Regions from separate parts of the Mus musculus genome. Here regions 2 and 3 are each linked to region 1. Evidence: chromatin contacts called from public Micro-C and promoter capture Hi-C data. All regions are on one chromosome and are shown on one strand. The core of a region is the stretch at or near the end of the contact, and the rest is flanking DNA. Distances in the headings are between cores, read along the strand shown.

Region 1 (2,924 bases), core at 58-2,557:
CTTCACAGCAGTAGAAAATAACCAAACAGTCCTCATCTCTGAAGGGCACCTGCCAAGTGTCAGCACCTCGCATCTCTCCCAAGCAGACTACTGTCTTCTAGGCATTAGACCAGGAGACATACACAGAGTGGCTTCAGGGACACCCAAAGGTGTTTCTCACAACACTAAAAGCATTCCAAAATAGGCCTACAGCTACATCTTGGTGATGGTATTATTGGTTGTGTAATTCTCTCTAAATGTTCATAATATTACTTCATAGTGACAAAAACTCAGGCCAGGTGTGATGGCACTTGCCTTTAATCCCAACACTCTGAAGACAGAGGCGAGTGGATCTGTGTAAGTTTGAGGTCAGGCTCATTTATATAACAAGTCTCTAGGGGTTTCTCCTGTCAGATCCCTGGCACTCTCTAATCATTTCCTCTGCCTTATCAGACAGGGTGAGTGCCTAGGGCCGGGGGTGAGCCTGGCTTGTTCCCTGACATGATCAATACAGAATCTCCAGACATGTCTAAAAAGTAAAAGAAAACTAGGGAGATTTCCGACATCACATACAGTGTGCCACAGAGCCAAGAAATTCCACTGTATAATCCTGACCGCGTTGGCGGAAGCTAGTCCTATCCCACCTGTTCCTAAGACCACTGGTGTGAATGTGGAGCAAGGTCACCCTGCATGACTCCTGTTGCTTAGTTCTCCTCAGCCTCAGGGTTCCTATCTTTAAGCACACTCTAAGATCTGGCTAAAGTGGGGAGAGGGGGCATTGTGCATAGACATATAGAAGCGTTCTACAATGTAAAGGGACTTGGGTAGCCCAGAAGGCCCCGCGGTGTCCAGAGCAGGCAAACTAAGCACAATCTTGAGCTGGGTGCAAACTGCAGGCAAGGAAGCACACCTTTGCTGTGTTTGAGGATAGGAAGGGCAACTGTGAGCAGATGCCAGGCACGCGGGGGCCACTGGATCTGGACCAAAAAGAAGGTATGTGCGAGGGTCCGGCCGCCCTCCTTCTCTTCACGGCCACGCCTCTCGCCGTGGCCAACTTGCCGACGCGCGCGACCTCCTGAACCCCTGGGCTGCGCACGCTCTCGGCGCCCGGAGCTGCGCCAGGCCCCGGGTGGGAGGACAAGGAGGGTCCCCGCGCAGGCTCCGAGTCCCGCGGGCGCCGCGGCCGTTTCCAAGCTGCCCCATGCGCTCCTCCCGCGCGCCGTGCGTGTCCGAGCGCGGGCGCTCGCAGTGCAGGTGGGCGCGCTCTCGCGGGCGGGGGTCCGGCCGGGCCGCGCGCCTCCCCCGGAACTCGGCCGTGCCATTCCCATGATGCCCAGCCACCGGGCACGGCTTCCGGAGCGCGGTCGCCGCCGCCGCGGGTAGGTGGCGGGAGAGACGGCCCGGGGTGGGGGGTGGGGGTCGCCCCGCCCCTCGCCGCGCCGGCCCCGCCCTCCTTTCCCGCGCTCCCACGGCGCGCCGGGCCCCTGAGTCCCCGCGGGACTCCGCGGTGGCTGCGGGCGCCCGACCGAGGGAGGGCGGGGCGGGAGTGTCCGTGCTTCCCCGCTCTCCGGGCCCGGCGCCTCCCGGGACGCGGGGCGCAGGGCGGGCAGCTGGGCTGGCTTCGTGGTGCAGGCCGCGGCGTGCAGGGTCCGGATCGGGTTGGTGGCTGAGGCTGGTGTTATCACGGGAGAGGGTCCCGGCCCCCGGGAGGCGCCTCTCGCGGATGCCTGGCGCTTGTTGCGCCCTGCGTTCCTCGAGAGCCAGCGGGCGCCGGGCGGGCCCAGGTGTGGCTCAGGTGAGGGGCGGGCTCCCGGTCACTGAGGCCGGCCTGGCCTTCAAGGCTGCCTTCTCGACCTGCCACGAACAGCTTCGAGACTCCCGGATTCCCTAAGCCTGGGATCCCAGAAAATTACTCGGGGGGGATGGATGGATGGGGGCACAGACCAGCCGGAGGCCCTGCCACTGACTGGAGAAGGGTTGGCATTAACCTGCTGAAGACCAGACTGCGGCTCCCTCTCAGACAGTGAGAAGAGCAGTCAGTACTCAGGCAGCAGGGGGATCTGTCTCCCCTTGCTTCCAGCACTGTGCACAGGGATTGGCAGTCACAACAATTTTTCTGGGGGCCGAATCTTGTCAGCACCTCTGGCTCCTAAGGACCAAATCTTACCCACACCCACTTTAAGTTGGAGTACAGGGCCCTCTACATCATAAGTTAAGTGCAGAGTCCATGCTGGGGGGGGGGGGGCAGAGAGGGGTGATGATTGTACCCACAACCACCCTGGAAACCTGATTCCCAGAGCCTCCAGTTTAAAGCCCCAATTCTGGCTTCAGCTCACATTTCTAACTGTGAAGTTCATGGTTCTCCAGAGTGACAGCTCCCAAGATTGACCAGGTAGCTGGACCAACAACCATTAAGACTGTCAGAGGAGCTCAGTTCTGGGTCCATCGTTATAAGCTGTGAGCAGGTGAGTGGAAATAAACTGATTTATTCCCTCGGCTCTGCACCTGCTGTCATGTTAAGATATTAATGTTACTCACCCCATCCCACCCTGCCCTGCCCCAACGGGGAAAGCACTTTTTGTTGTGTTTACTTTGGTGGGTTGAGACAGCATCAAGTAGCCCAGATACTGTCTTTGAACTAGATAAGGAACCAGTACTAGCCTTGAACTCCTGATCCTCTGGCCTTCACCTGAGATTAAGGCATGCATACCCCACCACACCCTACTCGATTCAGACCCTTCACAGTTAAGCCCTGCAAATGTTACGTGATTTCTATAGTATTGCAGTTTGAACACCACCTACAGCAAAGAAGCGGTAGGTCCTCCAGCCAGTGAAAGCAGTTACTCTTCCCTTTAGTTCCCACTGCCTTGTGCCTGTGGGGAGTCTCAGGAAAGCAAAGTGATTGTTGAGGATGGCCAGGATGTGAGCTCGGGTAGCTGGTAGAG
Region 2 (2,752 bases), core at 127-2,626, 71 kb after region 1:
GGTTGGTTGTCCTGGCACCAGGGTGGCCATGAGCAGCAGGAAGCATCTTCTTCCTCACCTGCTATTGCCTTCATTGCTGTCACCCCACCCCACCCCACCCCCCATCTGCACACCTGCTGCTGTCTCTTGACTTTTTCCTCTTCCATTTTCAGGTATGTGTGTTATACATATATGTGTATATATGTTGTGCATGAGTTTTGGTTCATTTGTTTTGAGACTGGGTCTCTACATAGCACTAGCTATCCTGGAACTCACTGTGTAGACCCCAGAACTCACAGACATCCTCTTCCGAGTGCTGGGAACTCCAACACACTGGGCGTAGATGCATGTGTTGGCACATGCATATGGTAGGTGCTGTGATCATTGAGGGAGGCAGGGTCTCAACTAATAGGGCTGGGCTTGCTGGCCAGCTTGCTCTGGAGATTCCGTCTCTATCCTTTGAGGCTAGATTTATATCTGTCTGGATAGCCACAGCCATCAGGCATTTGCCTGAGTCGTGGAGGTCCTGGCCCTGTAACCTCTGAGCCATTTCCCCAGCTTCTGACTTTTACGGTTGTCTGAACTTGGTGAAGTAGCAGAGCTGGAGAGCCATTCATCCATGTGCTTGTGCATCTCATAGGTCAGCCACACGAGAGAAAGCAGGAAGAGCAGTGCAGAAAGCTGACAGGGAGCGAGACAAGAGTCAGCGAGGTAGGCATGACGGTGACAAAAAGGTGACAGGCCTGGTACGTTGTGTTAGTGTCCTGTGGCTGCTCTAGCAGAATGCCATATACTGGATGACCCTGTGCAACAGAAATCTCTCGTGGTTCTAGAGGACAGAAGCCTAAAAGCAAGGCATCAACACCACTGAACCACAGCTTCTGGCATGGCTGTAGTCCTTAGCTTTAAATCCCCCTAAACGTGTCTGTAGTCCTCTGCCTCCACACAGCTGCCTCTGTGTGTCTGTGTCTCTGTGTGTCTGTGTCTGGTTGTCTCCATTACTGTAAGGACATCGTGTGTGTGTGTGTGTGTGTGTGTGTGTGTGTGTGTGTGTGTGTGTGTGTGAGAGAGAGAGAGAGAGAGAGAGAGAGAGAGAGTGTGTGAGAGTGAGAGAGTGAGCCCTGACCTGACCCCATCCCAGTCTAGCCTTGTGTTGCCTGGATCTGCAGGACCCAAGGGCTTTTGGAAGGACACAGCTGAGCCTGTGAGGAGGGTTATAGGGAAGGCCAGGTTCCTTAGGATCTGGCAGAATTTCACCTGTGTAGGAAGGCTTGAAGGCCACCAATGGTAGCACCAGCAGGTGGCGCTGTAACCTCTGGTGTGGAAGTTCAGTACTGCACTGCCCTGTCCCGAGTTTCCACAAAAGCTCATCTGGTTGCCAGGAGACAAAGCAAACTGTAAACAGGTCAGGAGTCATCCTTGGTGACACACACTGAAGGAAATCAGAATGAGAGCAGGCGAGCAGCAGGGTGTTGCTGGTAACCACTGAGGAGACCTCAGCTTCTCCCCCACCCCCTCTCCCCAACACACACACCTTGGGGCCTGGACTTTGCCTCCCTCTGGCTCGTCACCAGTAAGTTGCCTTGGCCTACTGCAGTTTCCAGACAGCTCCCCTACCTATTACCACAGGCCACAAGAAGTAGTTTTAGGGAAAGGTGAGCTGCTTATACAACACATGGCTGGCAGGGACCTTAGCCTTAGCCTGTCCCAGAGGAGGCATGTCTACCCAGCATGGCCTGCTGCCAACACTGGTTGGCTGGGCATGGGGACAACCCCTGGTTGGGTAATGGCAAGCCCCAGGTGACACTCCTTTACAGACAAGCCAGGGAGGGGCCAGGCACCAGGGCTAGGGCGGAGAATGCCTTCCAGTTATACTGGGCTTCTAGTGGTCAGAGCCCTGTCAAGGCAGGAAGAGCCTGAGTTGGTGGTTAGCAGGAATGGAGATGCAAACCAAGCTAGACAGATTTTTTTCATCCCCCTGACTCTAATGAGGGCCTCAACTCTGCTTTCTGTGTTGGGTCTTGAACCTCAAGAGAATCCTCTCTTAGAGGGTCACGGGGTGGTGCACGACTGCAATCCCAGCTGAGGCAGGAGAATTATGAGTTCAAGGTCATCCTGAGGTACACTGTGAGACCTGAATCCCCTACACACACACCCCCAAACTGAGTCTTAGAGGCATAGTACTTTCTTGGATAGGTGGCTTCCTTGTAGGCAAAGGTAGGTTTGGGGAGCCTCCAGGGCCCCTTACAGGTAGCTGAGACAGCCTGAGGAGGTAGAGATGGGAAGGAATGTGGCATCTCCATAAAAATGACAAGTCCCAGAAGAAGGGAGAGTTCCCATGGCAACCTAGTACAGTTGCTTAGCAACCATAGTCCCCCAAAATACCTGCAGGAAGACTCCCGGCTAGGGGCTTTCCCACCGCCTGTGTGTGGCTCTTAGCTCTGAGTGGTTACCTCCTGTGGTTGATCCACCCACACCTCCATATAGGGCCTAGCAGCCCACAGCCCCAGGATCCTTACTGAGAGAAACCCCAGTCTACTCCCTCTTCCTATTACCCCAAGCTGCAGCTGCCTACCATCAGGCCAGTCCCTTAGCAACCAATGCCATTTTCTAGATATCCGAGTGACAATTGGACAGTGGTAGAATGTCAGAAAGATTCAGAATCAGCTGTACAGTCAATTGTAGCCTGGTGCCGGCCATTCCAGAGGGACAGGCACGATGTTTTAACAACACAAATACCCTGTAGCCCCGGACTCCCTAGTCCTGGGGCACG
Region 3 (2,891 bases), core at 318-2,817, 87 kb after region 1:
TGCAAGACGTTCTTCACTATCCCACATATGCTGTCCTTATCCCCTCTCTTTTGATGGGCCTGCTCTTGATAAAGGATATTCCCTGTAGGCTGGGGGCTAATCATGAGGGAATGCTTAGGAGGCCTTGGGGAGGGCTCTGCTTTCTGGGAAGTGTCTAAAAAGTCACAGCTGGTGCTGGGGATGCTGAGGGTGTGAGCCCTGTGGGGTCTAGGGCAGCAGGCAGGAACATGGGGACACTTATATTGGTGAAAGGGGGTCAGAGTAAAAAGGCTTGAGCTGTTGGCCTATGGGAGTGAGGAGCTTGTCTGTCTGTCTGTCTGTCTGTCTGTGTGGCTTTATGTCTCTGTGTATCTGCCTACACATATGTGTGTCTGTGTTTCTGTGTCTGTGCATGTGATATCCATGAACAGACTTCCCAGGAGGGAAATGCAGAGCGAGACAGGAAAGGAACTTGATAAAACAGGTGGACAGCAACCAGAAAAGCAGAGTAGATGATGGAACCTCACCTCTGCCACCGTCCATCCCTGCAATTAGTGTGTCTGGAGGCAGCCTGCCTGCCGACGGCCTGCCCGCAGGGTTGACGCCTGGGGACTAAGTATCAGAGAGAAGTGGCCCTTAGAAAAAGAAAGCCAGAATAGGAGAGAGCAGCAGGGTCAGGAAACAAAGCTGAGCTGCTGCCGGGTCCTTGGCCCAGGAATGGGGCTGGGGAAAAGCCTACAGAATGTGTGGGAGCCACTGCCTTCCTGTGATATACCCCCACACGCCTGGACTTCCTGGAGATAGGGCAGAGCCCGGGCTTCTGAGCAGCCTTAGGGGATCTCCACACCTAGCCAAATCTGCCTATCTTTTTCTTAAATCATATTCACTGGAGCCTGTTCATAAAAATACTTTCTGACAATTAAAAATTTCAAAGAAAATTTAGGCCTTGTGGCGGGAGAGATGGCCCAGCATTCACAGTTTGTTCCCCTCAGGCATCAGCGTCTACCATGTCTGCAATGTACACACATGCATGGCAAATAACAGTACACATACAATAAAATAAACAAGCCTTTAAAAGTACGCCACCTCACCTAGTGGTAACCAGCATTGCTTTTGCATAGTAGGTTTGTCTAGTTTGTGCATGACTGTGGTGACTGGAGCTGAGGCTGGAAGCATCCCTCTCCCAATGGAGCTTGGACTGGATGCCAACGCCCTGTGGACACTGAGCCCAATCAATCCTCAGGGTCACCCTTCCCCATACTCTAATATATGAGCACATAGTCAGTGACCTCATTGACATCCTCCCAGTCACACTCTTGGAGGAAGTCATTTTCATTACCCATACTTTCCAGGTGAAGAAACTGAGGCTACAGAGCTAGGGGGTGTTGTAACTGGAATTCCCGGGAAGTGGATCTGATTTCAGCAAAACAGCATCACGGGCCGCCCACACAATACATAGACTGTGTATGCAAGCGCTGTCCACCAGGCCTGCCAACTAGAGGAGGCCCACGCCCCCTCTGAAACCACTCCCCCAGCAGCCCACGCCCCCAGCTGACATCAGCGAGGCCCGGCCTCTGGCGCAGAGCGCAGGCAGCGCGGAGCCGCGCCGGCCCTGCGCCCCGCGCTGCCCCGGGTCTCGCGGCCCGCCGGCCACCCGCGCCACCGTGAGTCGTCCATGGTGCAGCGCATGTGGGCTGAGGCGGCCGGGCCCATAGGGGGCACCGAGCCGTTGTTTCCCGGTTCCCGGCGCAGCCGCAGCGTGTGGGACGCCGTGCGCCTGGAGGTGGGCGTCCCCGACAGCTGCCCAGTGGTGCTGCACAGCTTCACGCAGCTCGACCCTGATCTGCCGCGCCTGGAGGTGGGTGAGCCCAACGTCCTTTGCAGCATTGTGTGTGGCTGGGGGGTTCCTTCCTCAGAAGTCCCCCTGCTGTATCAGCCCTGGGGCAGCCAGTTGGGCATTACAGCTTCCAGCACACCCTCAGCAGTAGGTGGGGAATCAGAGCTGAATTCCCGTGCCCCCTCAATTCATCCCAGTACCTGCTCCCACTCATCACAGGTGTGACAACCCCAATTACTGCAGTCAGTCAAACCTTTAAGCCCCTCCATGCTGTCACTATTTACACGCCTGTGGTGTGTGAATGCTCCAACCACGAGGGCCTATCCTCATTTCAAACCCTTGTCAATGGGGCGCGTGACACGAGGAGGCCACAATATAGTGGGCCAGCAAGTGGTTGTGGTGGCACAGCCCTAAACTCCCCAGAGGTGAGTGGGACCTCAGGGGCCTTTGAATACCCATCACTGAGTCAGACATAGGTCTAATGACCCGGGAACATCGAGGCTGTTCAGAGGAGGCAGTGGCAGGAAGGGAGTGGGATGGGCTGGAAGATTCAGAGACCATGCCCTTATGTGTGGGTGGTGGGAATAGTGAATGTGGGTAGGAGCTTGTTTCTAGTGTCCTGGGCAGGGACACCCAGCAGTGCCCTCTTCCTTTCACCTTAGTGTACACCTGCCACCATGCCCCAGGGGTAGTGGAATCCCAAGGCAGCCCTGCATCCTGCTCTGCCTAGAGAAGGCTCAGACAAAGCATACTCGGGAACTTCTGGTCATGGGGCCCCCAGGCCTAGGAGGCCTCTTGTGCTTGGCAGGTGTCCCAAGCCAGGCTGCTCATTCACCCAGTGGTCTCATCCTGGAGGCGGCTGGGGAGGGACTCCGGGGAGCTTGGTGGTGGGCGGCCCACCACCAGCCCTGCACTCATCTGGCTTTCATTATGTCTGGCAGAGTCTCCGGCTTTGTGTGCTGGAAGGGCCTAGCCTGATCACTCCTGGAGGGGGGTGTCAAGCTTCTCTCTGACTCTGTCTGGCTACATCCCTAAGGACCCTTTGTGGCAGGGCTGTTGAAAGGTTCTGTTCCTG

The links. A called contact is a pair of places that touch in the nucleus more often than the background predicts. Capture Hi-C pulls out chosen DNA fragments and counts their contacts.
Region 2: a contact with region 1 is called in a Micro-C map of embryonic stem cells, with 2.9 times the contacts expected there. The contact joins the enhancer-like site here to the promoter of Ppp1r26 in region 1. A contact is called at or near these places in 1 of 39 promoter capture datasets (macrophages), 5 of 484 Hi-C or Micro-C datasets (8-cell embryo, embryonic stem cells and stem cell-derived neural progenitor cells), 3 of 115 datasets of contacts at active chromatin or transcription factors (embryonic stem cells and memory CD8 T cells) and 3 of 9 other capture datasets (adipose tissue, liver and pancreatic islet).
Region 3: a contact with region 1 is called in a promoter capture Hi-C map of pancreatic islet. The contact joins the promoter of Ralgds here to the promoter of Ppp1r26 in region 1. A contact is called at or near these places in 9 of 39 promoter capture datasets (3T3-L1-derived adipocytes, the HPC-7 cell line, cranial neural crest and 6 more), 2 of 484 Hi-C or Micro-C datasets (embryonic stem cells and palatal mesenchyme), 4 of 115 datasets of contacts at active chromatin or transcription factors (embryonic stem cells and epiblast stem cells) and 3 of 9 other capture datasets (adipose tissue, liver and pancreatic islet).

What each region holds. Positions count from the first base shown.
Region 1 is chr2:28,445,539-28,448,462 of GRCm38.p6, forward strand. Ppp1r26 (protein phosphatase 1, regulatory subunit 26) reads left to right here and starts at 1,308. Exons shown (of 4, transcript NM_001005420.2): 1 at 1,308-1,358; 2 at 2,347-2,444.
Region 2 is chr2:28,516,060-28,518,811 of GRCm38.p6, forward strand. It overlaps a transcript of Ralgds not described here. Among named protein-coding and RNA genes, the nearest start is that of Ralgds, 16 kb to the right of the region's middle. Within about 2 kb of position 1,377, at least 225 of the 459 cell types and tissues checked have an H3K27ac peak or open chromatin away from gene starts, as enhancers often do. A contact at or near this core is called in adipose tissue, embryonic stem cells, liver and 2 more, where this site is marked.
Region 3 is chr2:28,531,897-28,534,787 of GRCm38.p6, forward strand. It overlaps Ralgds (ral guanine nucleotide dissociation stimulator), which reads left to right and starts at 1,568. Exons shown (of 18, transcript NM_001145835.1): 1 at 1,568-1,837. The coding sequence starts at 1,655.